Linked DNA regions of Mus musculus: region 2 is linked to region 1. The links are chromatin contacts, called in public promoter capture Hi-C maps. All regions are on one chromosome and are shown on one strand. The core of a region is the stretch at or near the end of the contact, and the rest is flanking DNA. Distances in the headings are between cores, read along the strand shown.

The links. Promoter capture Hi-C pulls out the DNA fragments that hold promoters and counts their contacts.
Region 2: a contact with region 1 is called in a promoter capture Hi-C map of liver, with 2.4 times the contacts expected there. The contact joins the enhancer-like site here to the promoter of Depp1 in region 1. A contact is called at or near these places in 10 of 39 promoter capture datasets (3T3-L1-derived adipocytes, cranial neural crest, embryonic stem cells and 5 more), 5 of 484 Hi-C or Micro-C datasets (frontal cortex, liver and uterus) and 3 of 115 datasets of contacts at active chromatin or transcription factors (embryonic stem cells, hepatocytes and neural tube).

What each region holds. Positions count from the first base shown.
Region 1 is chr6:116,646,407-116,653,489 of GRCm38.p6, forward strand. Depp1 (DEPP1 autophagy regulator) reads left to right here and starts at 4,278. Exons shown (of 2, transcript NM_145980.2): 1 at 4,278-4,439; 2 at 5,287-6,441. The coding sequence starts at 5,292. The coding sequence ends at 5,909. It overlaps Rassf4 (Ras association (RalGDS/AF-6) domain family member 4), which reads right to left. Exons shown (of 11, transcript NM_178045.4): 4 at 1,161-1,303.
Region 2 is chr6:117,176,962-117,184,044 of GRCm38.p6, forward strand. It overlaps a transcript of Cxcl12 not described here. Among named protein-coding and RNA genes, the nearest start is that of Cxcl12, 12 kb to the left of the region's middle. Within about 2 kb of position 3,605, at least 9 of the 459 cell types and tissues checked have an H3K27ac peak or open chromatin away from gene starts, as enhancers often do. A contact at or near this core is called in hepatocytes, liver and stem cell-derived epiblast-like cells, where this site is marked.

The DNA.
Region 1 (7,083 bases), core at 3,028-5,527:
CAGTAGAGAGACTGTGAACATGGGCTGGGCGAGGGATGGCTAGTAGGACTGCCTCTACCTTGACAGGGGTTGGCGTGGGAAGCATGAGTCATACTTGCAACCTTTCCAAGGAGTCTTTATGTTCTAAGTCATGTTGCTCAAAGTTGTGTACCAGTGACCAGGGACACCTGGGGTAAGAGCTACTGTGTCACCCACATGTATTATCTATCTATCTATCTATCTATCTATCTATCTATCTATCTATCTATCTATCATCTATTGAGTGTGCATGTGTACTCAGGTAGGTAAGTTTATATGCACCACATTTTGCAGGAGCCCATGGAGGACAGAAAAGGGCACTGGAATCCCTGGAAATAGAGTTATAGGCAGCTCTGAACCACTGTATGCATGCTGGAAACTGAACTAAGGTCAGAGCAGCTGCAACTTCTGATCCAACTCTCCAGCTCCTTCACATATATGTTTTTAAAACAGTGTTTCTGTATGTGAGCCTGACCTGGGTTCAAACTCAGAATTCCTCTGCCCTTCAGTTTACTGAGGGTTGTAATCTCAGGCAAACTTACATCACCATGCCCATCTTATCTGCATATTTGGCAAGGACAAAATTCTGAATGTGTGCCTCTGAAGAATCATTGCGCAAAGAAGCAAAACTCAGACTAACTGCCTTTGTCCTGATGGTAAAATAAATCGGATTTTAAATTCTGGTAAATTGATGCAAACAGAATCTGTCACTAATGTGAAGCAGTAGCGAAAATAAATTTGGATGAATCCCTAAAATTTCCTTTCAAGGAGATCCCAGTAGGCTGAGGACATAGCTCATTAGTATAGCACTTAGGCGTGGGTTCTGTCCCCAGCACCATAAAGCAGGTGTTGGGAGCATGAAATTATTCTCCTGGAGGAGGGGCAAAGGTCATATCATCCCAGGGAGGGCACCCTAAGTAAGGTTGTGTGTTGCAGTGGGTAAGGCCAGAAAGGACTGAGGTAACCACTGAACAGGAGAGGGGTTTGGTCTGCGCTCCATTCCTAAGCCCCATACAGCAGTGAAGCGTCTACCCCAAGGCTGGGGTACCCACTGGGACAGAGAACTCCACATATAATGTGGTGCACCATGATAATAGACATCACGGAGGTCCCTGGCTCCACTCTACCTGCCAGACACTCACTGGAGGTAGCTGAGCCTCTCAGGCACCCATGTGGCAGACGGCAGGTGCACTCGCTCCCGATCATCCTGCATCTGCAGCCGGATGGGTCGTCTGAGTCCCCAGGCAATGTTGAGGAGTCCTTCGATGATCAGAGTCCCTTCTTCCTGTGGGAGAAACACAGGTCAGTCATTTCAAAAATCCAGAAGCTTCCCTAAAGATGTCTGTCCTTCCTCTTTGTGACCTGCTCGGGAACACGATGCTCAGCCCCCCAACCCTCCCAGGGAAGAGCGAGCTGTGTGTGCATGCTTCAGTGCACGAGGGCAGGGACCAGCAGGAGGACACATGAGGTGTTCCTTCCGCTGCTAAGTCCAGGCCCGGCCAAAGGCAGGGCGGAGGCCAGCATGGAGCTGCTGAGTCAGGTGTCCCCTAGGACACCGCAAGTGTCTGGCAGGCACGTCTACACTGCCGGGAGGAAGCACGAGCGGGGGGAGGCATGCCTGGACACTTGTACTGGGCTAGGCTCCTTGACTCAAAGGGCACTGGGACAGAGAATCCCATAGCCACCAGGCTCTACTGGACATCCTACTGTCTGTGTTCCCTGCCTTGTTTTTCTCTCCACACATCCATCAGTGGCAATGCCAACTGCCTTTTTTTTCCCCTAATGGTGGATGCTGGTTTGCCTAACACTTCTGGGACATTTCCATGGTCTATCATGAGTATTTCATGCTATTTTCATACTGAACCTTCAGCCTTCTCCGACTTCCTTAGGTCTCCAAATGAAAGGACTGCTACTCAACCCACAGTATTCCACCCCACAGGCACCCTCCTGACTCTGGCTCAAACTTCTTCGGTCCTTGGTTCTTTGTCTCTGACGTATTTCCAGCCTCTCTCTCTTCATGGGACTCTCTAGGCTCCCTGTACTCTATGATTACTCCATGAGCAACTGTACTGTCCGGGACCTACCTGAAACCTCTGGCACCACTGAGAGACTCCAGCCTCACTCTCTCATGGCTCTCACCCTATATTTTATTTATTTACATATACGTCTTGGGCCAAGAACATTTAATATAAGAGTCCCACATGTACCCCTATTCTCCCCGTACCTCTTTTCTCTTCTCTTCTCTTTGGGTATTTATTCAGTGATGTTCTACATCCAGTTACCGCTTAAACCGTAACTAATCTCTTTTCATATCTATTTGCCACACAGTTCCCATCTTGGATGGTGGCATGGATAGGCCTACTAACCATGATTCATGATGGCTAACACGCACACTGAAGATGTTTGAGAACACAACGGATGATGGTGATGACGTGGGGTCTAATTAAGAGTTCAGCCAAGCTTCCTAATCCATGGAACAGGAAGCTAAGCAAAGCCTGCGATTAGGTCTCTGCTATGGAGTGATGCTAAGGCATGGTGGTGAAGGGTGTGCTAAGTGAGGTCTGAAGACTCACATACTTAATGGCTACTTAAACGTACAGCACAGGGGATTGCAGTGGGCCTGGTGCTGCCCCGTGGATCTCTAAGATTCATTCATCTGGAAGAACTGGGGTCCCTACTTCTCTTTCTTCCCTACCACTCTTGATAGCCATCTTCCTTCTTTCTGCCTCTATGCATTTGAGTTATTTTGGATTCCACACTACACTTAAGTGAAATCATGCCCCACCCACTGCCCCATGGAGTCTCCTCTCTCTTCATTGTCCTGGAAAGCCCCCGTGAAAACAGGGATGTCATGAGAACCTTCACGTGGGGATGGCCTCACCCCCACTCACAGTGTGGATCTCATGGTCGGCTAACAGTCATGCCTAGTTTCAAACACCTCACTGACCACAGAGAGAAGAGTCTAAGGCTATCAAAACCACACACAGCTTCCTGATACGGCCTCACAGTGTTTGCCTAAACAGTCAGGCAAAAGGCTGGAGTCCTGTGGAATCATTCAGGTGTAAGTTGGGAATTGTCACCTGACTTAAGCATTGTTCAGTATCTCCAATGTCCCCATGCCTTTACCCATGACTCTAATGCTACACTTGGAATGCATAGACACAAGACCAGCAGCTCACCATGCTGCAGGAGGCTAGTGTCTGTCCAGCCCTCATGTATCAGACCTGAACGTACTGTTCCCTCTGTAACTCCTCTTCCTCCCGCTTCTGAGGGTAGGTGAGCAGAGGCGCTGAGGCCTGAGAAACGCAAAGCCGGTTCCTTCCCAGGGCTGTCCATCTTGCCTTCAGCTGCCACTGTGTTGGTATCACCCTTGGAGTCCCCTGGTTTCTCACAGCTGCTGTCATTTGCCCGAGCATGGCATCTGGCAGAAGCCACACTACAGCTCCTTACTCAAACCTATAGTGCCTTGCCCTTGCTTTGGTATCATCTGGCCCACCTGACCTGGACCACCCCCTCTTCTGCTGCTCCACAGCCCTTCGGCGCTCTATTTTGCAGCCATCCTGAGTGCTGAGTCACTGCGCCTGCCCACTGATGACTCCATAATCCTTCTCACTGGGAAACAGGCATCATACGTGGTGATTTGTCCACAGTATTTGCTATGCCATTAGCAGTCACTGGCACATGCCTGGCCAACAACGGGCAAGCAAATTTCTCCTTGAAAGTATCTGAGATGTTATGAGAGAAGTCAGACAGACTGTCAAGCTGCCCCGGCACTTGTGTAAGGTGATGTCCCTCACCCTGCAAGCCTCATGTGTTATCATGATCATAAGTGTAGGCCTGGAACTCAGCAAAACTTAGCACAAGGCTGGCGTGTCACAGGATCACAGGTCCTGGGGTAATCCATAGTAGAAAATACTGTGCTATACCAGACAGGGGTGGAAGCCCATGGGGGTCCTATGGAGGTCCCAGGTTCCAGCAGTCCCCAGGTCCCAGGAACCCCCAGGCTGGCTTTGCTCTCTACCCATAGTAAAGCTGTCTAAGTCAGGTGAGGTGGCTGCCCCACACCTCACCCTACAGTGTAAATATTTCCCAACCTCCTGCAGGCACATACACAAATTCCAGGCTGGCAGCTGGGCCAAGCCCCACCCTCTGTGCTTTCCCCTGAGAACCTTCCAAAGTGCTGTTATTTTGAGCTTTTCCTGACAATGATTGATGACCGGAGGAACCGTGTAAAAGCAGCAGTGTGTGTTGGGTTTGCCAGACCGCACAGGGGAAGAAACCACAGCACATCGTCCTGACTGTCCTCTTCCCAGGGACCAAGAGCTAGAGACCCGGCTGTGACTGCCCGCCTCTGGGGCTTCCTTTAGAGGAGACAGTCTTTACCCATCTAGACTCCTGCCACCCTGACTGCTGACTTACAGGTAAGAAGAGCAGCCACCCTTTGGCTTGACACTTTTAAAACACGGGGCTAGTTTATCTCTGAGAGCATCTCTCATCCCGAGCTTTCACGGCCTGACTACTGGATAGAGAGCAGGGGGGTGGGTACCACCGACCACTATGATAATAAGGTGTTTATACAAGGCCTTTGTGTTTACAGGAGAGCTGTGATGTCAAAGCTATGTCTCCGTGAATTTCCCCATATATCCCTGCCAGTGGGATGTTTATAACCCTATTTTTCAGACAAGTAATTAGAGGTTTAGAGAGGTGACATTGCCAGTCTCTAAGTCATTAAGTGGCAGAGACGAGTTTAAAACCTAGGTGTTCTCTGACCCCACATTAATACCCCCCCCCCCGTTTTCTTACCTGTTCGTTCTTCATTTTAAAATTTTTAATTAATTTATTTTATTTTATATGCATGGATATTTTGCCTACACTAATGTATGTGTGCTACACACATGCCAGTCAGACCCCTGGAACTTGATTTATAGATGGCTAGAGCCACTATGTGTGTGCTAAGAACTGAACTCAGGCTCTCTGCAAGAATAAGTACCCTTACCACTGAGCCCCGACTATCTGGCTATTCTTAAACAACACTAATGATGAAGCCTTAGTGAGCTGGGTACTTTGGTGGTAGCTGGAAGGATGAGTGCGGGTGGGGGCAGGGGGGTGAGCCTTGGTCTCAGATCTGCAGGTTTCTTATTGTTTTCTGGGTACCCGAGCCCCGTGTAGCATCTCCGATGAGGGAGAGGAAGTAGGAGGGTGTCAGGGTGGCATGGCGGGCTCGCCACTGGTTTCCTCTTGGCTAACAGGTTGCTTTTGCTTTATTAGCAGCTATGAGGTCCCGGCTTCTGCTGCCCGTGCCCCATTTGCCAACGATTCGGGAAATGTCAGAAGAGCTGTCACATGGGGCAGCTGGGCAGGAACCCCCAGCGTCCCCCAGCCTGGATGACTACGTCAGGTGTATCTGTCAGCTGGCACAGCCCACCTCAGTGCTGGACAAGGTCACAGCCCAGAGCCGTCCCAACAGACCCTCCCGGCCAGCCTGGACTCGAGAGAAGAGGCGCCAGGCCGAGTCTCCAGGAGACAGCTCTCTTTGCGTCAGCAGCCTGCAGCCCACACTGCCCTCTCCCGGCACTGACAACCCTCTGGACTGGCTCTTTGGGAAGTCACAGGGAGAGCAGGCAGATGGGAGAGGTCGACCCAACAGGACTGGTTCTTCAGATCCCTGGGATGTGCCCAGACAGATGGGCAAGGACACGGGGAGACTCTGTGAGGCCAGGGTACCTGAGCACTCTCTGGGAAGAAAACCAGGGCCCAGGCACCAGACCTCCGACCTGAAAAGCTGGACTTCTAGAAAGTCCTGCCGGGCCTTAGCGTCCGTCTCCAGCTCTCGCCCCAGCAGTATCCTAGGTACTCTCTATTTGCACCTCCCAGTGATCCATGAACTCTAACTCCTACCCCAGGAAAAACCCATAAAGGATATGGTGGGCCCCTGTGCTCTCTCTAGCTTTCCTCTCCTGTGGTGGACACTTCCTGGCAGGTCTGCAGGGACTGGGCAATTCCTAGTGAGACCCATCCTCTAAAGAGCGATGACAGTCTAGCTCCCACAATGCGACTTTGACTGGTACCTTTTGTGTCTGGCTGGCCCGTGACTTTGAAGCGACTCAGTGTCCTCTATGTCTTGGTTTTATCATGACTAAAGTGAGTGTAGGTGGAGTGACCACCTCCCAGATTGCTCTAATGAGGAGATGCGGGCTGTACTCTGGGTGGCTGCCACAGTCTCATGAGAAACCAAGGGCAAAGGACCAAGGAAAAGGGTCTCAGGCCCCTAAAGCAGTGGCTTTCAACCATCCTAATGTTGTGACCTTTTAATACAGTTCCTCATGTTGTGTGACCCCCCAACCATAAAATGATTTTTGTTTCTACTTCATAACTGCAATTTTGTTACTGTTACGAATCATGGTGTAAATCTTTGAGCTTTCCAGTGCTCTTAGGTGGCTTCTGTGACAGGGTCGTTCAACCCCGAAAGGGGCTGTGACTCAGGTTGAAAAACACTGTCTTAAAAGCATCCAAGGAAGGGCCTGGCCTCTATGCTCTACCTTCAGGCATATATTTCCAGAGGCCCAACAAAAGATATGAGGTCTCAGCAGATGTATTACTGTGTTTCATAGGGATTGTCACCTAGGTACCCAGGGGACATGCTATCTTGACTCCAGTGTCCAAATCTCATTGTGGTACCAGAGAATTAGAGAATTCTCATGCTCAGGGCCAAAACAGAATGCAGCACGTAGCCTGCAGGCTGTCACATACTGGGTCTAGTGGTCTCATCTCTGATTTTCTTGCATGTGCCCACCAGCTTCACCTAGGCCCTTGTTACAGAAGGGGGCACATCACAAAGCTGTCCAACCCCATTATTCTGGCTAGGTCGGGATGTCCTAAGGCTTTGGAAATCCAGACCAGCACTGAGTTCCCCCAGTCCAGAGAATGTCAGCTCCTGGAGGCATCTACCAAGCAGGGAAGTTTGGGACGGGAGGGTTTCCCTTCTCAGAGAGGTGGGTGTGGTCTTGGAGACTGGAAAAGAATCAGGACTCAAGGCCCAGCATCTGCTCCCTTGTATGGGCTGGA
Region 2 (7,083 bases), core at 2,355-4,854, 530 kb after region 1:
TGCTGTCTGGGCACCACGGTCTCCATCCTCACTCCTGAGAGATTTCTGCCTTCTGTGAGTTGGGTTAAAGCTCTGGAATTATCTACTATCCCAATCCACTACCCTCACCTGGCAATATTTGTCTGTTTTTGTTTGTTTGTTTGTTTGTTTTTGTCTTTTGCCAGTTTGAATTAGAAGGCAAGGCTCTGATTTTAGTAGTGTTTTGGAAAAGGACTTTTTTCTTCACCTTCCTCTTTGCCTCATGTGTACACACACACACACATCTTGTACCCCAGACCTCTGGGTATAATTTTCATAATTGGTGCAGAAAGAAGAAATGATCTGAAGATGTGTTAAATGGATTGCAGGGGAAGGAAGGCCCAGGGCCCTGTGTGTCATGCCCTCTTGGGTTCCTAAGTTCTATGTTCCTTAGAGGTTCTAGCATTAAACAGATAAAGCCCTTCATGGTCCTGGCTGAGGAAGAGTCTTGCTAGGGGGATTCAGGGAAGACCCGTGTTACCAGCTCTTACCCTTTATCTGGACAGCTCTCCTACCCTGTATCTTCTCCTCAGATCTGAGGATAGCAGGCTGGACTATTGGTGGGCACCTTTCAAGCCCAGGGCTACTGTTTGTCCTGTGGCAGCCGGCTACAGTCTCGTCTGAGTGGCCTCATCTGGACCCTTCCTGTTATTAATAAAACGCTTCTGGAGGCCAGATCTGTGCTCAAGCCATAGTTCTGCTTAGAAAGGGATGCCCCACCCTTACCGGACACTGGGAAGAACTGTTGGCCCCTAGAAACCAAAGGCCAAACTGAGGCTGCCCTGAGTTGGAAGACCACTTTCTGAAATGCCCATGGACTCTGCCTCCCAACCATTCGTCTCTCACTCCTAGCAGAGCTGTCTGTGCAGACTGTTTCTTAGGAGGCACAGCAAGCTCCAGGGAACCCTCTGTGCTTATGAAGCTCGTCTGGTGGGCAACCCCAGCCCACTGGACAGAGTCCTCATGGAAATGCCTGGGAAGCTGATTTCATCTAAGGATGGGTTGAAGTAGGATGTGCTCCTGCGACTTCTCAGGCAGGTGAGAGGGGTAGTCCTTACACTGTCTAGCATAAACGCCTTCCGGAAGGACCTGCAGCTCCAGAGACCACCTCCTGAGCACCAAGACCTCTTCTGGTGGTGTGGAACCAGCCAAGAGATTTCAAGGAAGAGTGATTATTTGATGAATGCTATGGGAATGGCCTCTTCTCTTGGAGTTCTGAGGCCTGGGGATGCCCAGGAACACTGGGCACCTGCTGCTGTTAGGGCCAATGCATAGTCTCAGCACCGGTGTCCTAAGGTTAAGGCGGTGCGCCTTGTCATGTGCTCCTTGTACCATGCCATCTGTGCCAGTGTGTGTCTGCCTCACCCTGTGCTTGACATGTTCACCCATCTTCTCTGCTTCCCGCCACCATCCAGATCCTCAGCGGCCGCCCCGGCTGTGCCCTTCCCTGCTCTCCCGCTCTCTCAGGCCTCGGAAGGAAGATCGGTGGCTGCGAGCTGAACTAAGGAGTAGGGCCTGTGGCTCAGCGCTAGGCCACGCACGCAGCATCCCAGGCATGTGGTGAGAAACTGCCTTAATGTGTCTCCTCTGTTCTTGTCAACAGGAGGCTCAAGATGTGAGAGGTGTGAGTCAGACGCCCGAGGAACTTACAGGAGGAGCCTAGGTCTGAAGTCAGTGTTAGGGAAGGGCCCATAGCCACTTCCTCTGCTCCTGAGCAGGGCTGAAGCCGTTTGCAAGGGACTTGCTTTGCACAGTTTTGCTGTACTTTCACATTTTATTATGTAGCAAGATACATGGTGATTTTTTTTTTTTTCATTTAGCCTGATTTTCCAACGTCATTGGTGACAGGCCAAGGCCACTATGTTATTTCCTTTGTTCTGGTATCCTTCCCTTGGAGGACCTTCTCTGAGTAGTGGCTCCCCAGGTTTGTCCTTTGAGCTGAGGCAGGAGGCTCACCCATTCTTCTGAATAGGAACTGGGTGTTCCCACCCCCCAAGGACTGCAGGGCTTTCCCAAGCTGAGGCAGGAACGTGAGGCCAGGGAAGAGTGAGCTTCACCCTCATCCCACGCTGTCCTCCTCAACCCACCATGCTCATCATTCTGTCTCATCCATCCATCCATCCATCCATTCATCGCCATGTGTCCGCAAGACTGTCTCCATGACCCTGAAAAAGGACTCTCGAGATGAAATCCTTTATTCAAATGGGACAGCAAGAAGGAAAAGCCAATGTCTGGTGTCTCTCCCCCCGCCCCTACCCTGCGCGCATCTATGTCTTGTTTGGAATATTGTCTCTTCAACCCCCTGTTCATGTCCTTCTCACTCATGATCGATGTCTTGTCTGTGCACTGTCTCTAACCCAAATGCAAAGGCTGAGTGTGAGGTGATGGCCCCGAGGTCCAGGTTGTAGTCATGGAAAGAGCCCTGCTGTCTCCCTTCTCAGGGGGCCCATTTTAGACACACAAAGCCCAAAGAAAGGTGGTTTGCAACAGTGCTTAGCTCGAGCCTCCATATTTCCATAACTGTTAGCTTAAAACTGTGGGGTTTTACCTTCCTGGAACCAAATGCATTCTTCTGTTGAGGAGTAACAGGTCTCAATTCTTTTCAATTAATTTTAAAAGTCAATCACTAAGAGCATCGGCTTTGGGCCCTGATGGGCAGGCATTTCCCTGGAAAGGGGGTGAACTACCTACCTCTCCTCAAGACAGCCGAAGGGTGGGATTGGTGCCGCTCTGGGAAGCGTGGCCCCAGGAGTTTTGTCCTCTGCAGTTTTTAATGCAAGTTCACTGCCACTTTGACAAAAGCCCAATTAGAAGCCAGTCTCTAGTTCCTTAAACAAAACAGACAGAGTAAGGAAAGGAAGGAGGGTGGCAGCCAGCTGGCTGGACACTCGAGAAAGACGGGGAAGTAAGCTACAGAAAGATAGTCTTCAAAAACAGGTGTTTGAGAGTGAATACTCTGTAGAATTGTTAGTGGGGTGTGTGTGGTGGTGGTGGGGGGATTTCTACAAAATAGTCCTTTAAGTTGAGTTTACAGCAGATGAAAAATCCAACCAGCAAAATTTTGATCAAATTTGAACAAAAACCCAAAAACCTAAAACTGTTGAGCAGGTTGCGATGAGGAGCACAGGGCTAGCTGCAGAGCTGGATCCTCAGGAGGATAGCGAATTATTTTCAACCCTGGAATAGAAACCACACACTGGCTTGCTGTGCACCAGCCACTTTGCATCTAATCCAAGCTTTGAAGGGTGTTGCTTGGGAGGAAACAAATACAGCCTTCCATCTTCACTCCAGTTAGGGATCCTTTCAAAGTCTCCTTCACAGTGAGGAAAAAGAGAAGGGTAGAAACTTTAGGGAGCCGGATTTGTGTATCAATTCCTCCGCTGACAGTCAGTTTCTAGATGGAGACAGCCTGCTTAAAGCAAATCCGAATTTAAATAGGACATTTACATCGGAAAAGTCTCTCCCTACCTTAATCCCCCATTCTCTTGCTTTCAAAATACAAGCACAGCAGTCCTTGAATGGCTGTTGACCCAGGGCACCTAGCTGTCCCTGCTGGTCCTGGGGCTGCCAGAATTCCCTTGGGCGCCAAGCAACCTGCCAGGTAGCCAGTCCCTCTGTTACAAGCCTTTGCATCTGGATAGGGAAAGGGGTGGAGACATACAGTCTGCTTTGTGTTGAAACCCAGATTTGTACCCTGTGTTTATACACTGCTGCTGGCTCCCGAGGACAGTGGGACTTTAGCAAGGAAGTGCAGCCGAGGGGTAAAGAGCCCTCTGGTTCATTGCCTGATCGGCTTTGAGAGAGGGTTTGGAGGGCAAGGGGCTGCATTCCTCTGAGGGACTTGGCCTGAGGCCTTTCGGGCCTCTCCAGTGGGTTCTGTTTATCCTCTCATGGGTGATTATCTCAGTGGTGTCACCAGGGGCTTCCTCCCAGAAGTCAGTCATCCCCAGGCCGTGCACCCTTTTCAGCTGGATGAGAGCCAGGGATGCATTCTCTCCAAACAGCTACCCTGGCCCATTTTAAGGTAATCTCATTCTTCAAAATGTTCCATAGAATCCTCCAAATTCCCCCAGCAGACTTCTACCCTCGCCAAGTTCCCAAAACCCACTCAGCAAAGTTGCCAACCTCGACGGGCTAGCAGTGTCTAAGCAGCGATGGGTTCAGTGTTGTGTGTGGTGAATACTGTATTTTGTTTCAGTTCTGTCTCCCAGATAATGTGAAAACGGTCCAGGAGAAGGCAGCTTCCTATATGCAGCGTGTGCTTTCTTATTCTTATTTTTAATATATGACAGTTATTTGAGAAGCCATTTCTACTTTGAAGTCATTATCGATGAAAGTGATGTATCTTCACCTACCATTTTCCTAATAAAGTTCTGTATTCAAATATAGCTGCCAAGCATCCTCAGTGAATGTTACCATGTGGAATTTTCCACACTTGGTTTTACCCCCTCAAACCTGACTCTGACCGTGCAGTCTTAGCAGAAGAGCTTAGCAGGTCCTAGTGTTCACTCTTGGTCTAACTGCTGGTGTCAGAAGATCTCTACAGGGAGAGGTGTTCCATTTTCTCCACATGACCTGGATTGCTCCTTAGAGGTCAGACAGCCTTGCACTGTACAAGGCAATGGCTTAGGGTAAAGTCCCAGGAGTTTTCCCTACAGTCCCAAGAATTTGGAAGAGGAAGGCCCACACTACACATGCAGGTCATGGTGGAAGGTGACAGAGGAAGGACTCTGTCCCTGTAAGACAGCTGGAAACCACAATATTCTGCATGTTCCTATCCTGGGTGAGGACGCTAATGGAAGTCAAAGGGGAATTTGCTAACTGCTGTTGGCCAGCTTCCTCCAAGAATCCTGCTTCCCCAACAGACAGAGCCTTTGTCTCTTATAGTTTGGTCTTCAGATTCTCTTTATCCCACATTCAGCCATTTTTGTAAAAGAGAGGCTAGCACCAGCTCCAAATATCCAAATCTGCAGTGTTTGAGATCTCACTGCGCCTCCTCCATACCAACACATTTGCCATTACTTATAGGGTAGTTTTCATGTGAGTTCTAAGTTGATTAACACACAAGAATTAGAAGGGTGGGAGGCTCTAGGAAAGGCACTGTGGGACTATTTGACTGCATGGGTGTGAAAATGTAAGGAACAGGCAAGAGCTTGGATCCCATTCTCTCTGCCCACATTGTGACTTGAGATATACTAATTGCTCTTGGGGGTCTCAGTCATATACCATCCATAACAGAGTTAAACTGAGAGAGATACAGGATCAGCTAGAATGAAAAGCCCACCCCATGCTTCCAGAAAGTCCCCTCTTTATACCTCCTGTGATATGAACTAGAGGAAAAGCAATTGACTTTGCTTCTCAAACAGCCTACGGCAAAGCCCTGTGAGTTTGAACCTATTCCTCCAGGCCAATGAGGGTCCTCGTGGATTCCTTGGGGTCAGAGCAGCATTCCTTCAAGAACAGTAAGCTGCTATTCCGGCACCAGGAACTGATCACCAGTTCTCACTGTAAACAGTCTTAAGTCCACACACAACCCATCACGTCCCTTTCCCTCTGCACTTGAAACAGGCTGGGTATTTGCATACAGCACAGAGTCGGGGAAGGTCAGAACAGAAAGCTGTCTGATTCAGGCTACAGTGAAAGGTCCCTGGGATAGGAGAGAAAAGTGAGCTCTTTTGAGAGCCAGTCTACTGAGTACATTGGGCCATGAGGGCTCAGAAGGTATCCTTGTGAATTAGAAGCAGCAGTTGCTCCATAGGGGCTGCACGTGGGGAGTCCAGCACAGCTAAGGAAGCTAGGAATCTGCTTCTTCACTCTGGCTGTGCCCTTTTAGGAGAGGTATAGATTGATCAAAGGCGGTACTGATGCCCTTGGTGAGAAGGTCCCAGCAGTCTGAAAAGGTGTGAGAAAACCATGACAGTGACGGGATGCGTGGACACCCAAGCCAGCTGTGGACCAATCTTGTTCCAGGGTTACAGAGATATGTCGCAAAGAGCCTCGCCTTCTGCTCCTTTTTCTCTGTGCTCATAGTGAGGACTTGACACTCAGGACTGTAGACAGAGGAGAAGGCAGAAAAGGTTAAGTCTTGATCAACAGGTCTCAGAGAGATGTAGATAAGAGACAAGGGAACGTATGGTAGAGAGGCTCAGAAGGCATTAGCAGTGGTCCATACTCCCTACCCTGGACTCCAGTTAGATCCACATCTTCCAATAACACCCAACTAGCCATTTCTAAGTCAATTAGGCCAAGTGAATCAGATATGGAGGCCACAGGCCTGTGCTTGCACAGGAAGTTGCTAGAGGTCTCCTTACTTCTTTGCCAAGCTTCCCCAGAGATCTTACAGCCCACATCCTGGTTTTAGATGGAACTCTAGGAAAAGATTATCGAGACTATAGAAGCATCCTAGACTATGCCTGTCACCCTAGATTGATAAAAGTCTCAGATGTGTTGCCAAGGATCTCCTCATATAGAACCTGCTTAGGGTCCATTTAGAGCCTGGATATTCTTCCTCCCCTAAAGATACCCATGAGCACCAAACTGAGTGGCCCAGAATCACCTGTGGGAGTCAGTTGAATATCTACTGTCCTGTCCAGAGCTGTAGCCCTACAGGTCCATGATGGGTCTCAGAATCCAATCTCAGCCTGGATGTCTAAGGATAAACTGAAGACCGTGAATTTCTAGGTGAAGTCCATCCTAGAGTATCTATTGAGCTGTAAGCTCATGAAGGTTTATTCCCAGCACCTGATCATGATGAGTGTTTAGAGCATATATGAAGAGAGACTTGGTGTCCACAAGTCAACACCAACAGCAAAGAGCTGGTGCTCTTACTAGGTCATAAACTGCTCTCAGTTTTCAGCAACAGTGCTCTGATAAGTTTGGGGGTAAACAGTAGCGTCTACTTCTTGGTCCACCAAGAAGACCAAATAGAAACAGAGCAGAGTGAAGCCAGGCCCTTTGGTTATCGATAAAAATGGAAAATGGAAGGGAGCCACCTGGGTGGAGAGGCGAGGGGTGCTTGGGCATTCAGACTTGCAAAGGATGTGGGTACAGTGGTCTGCTGTTGAC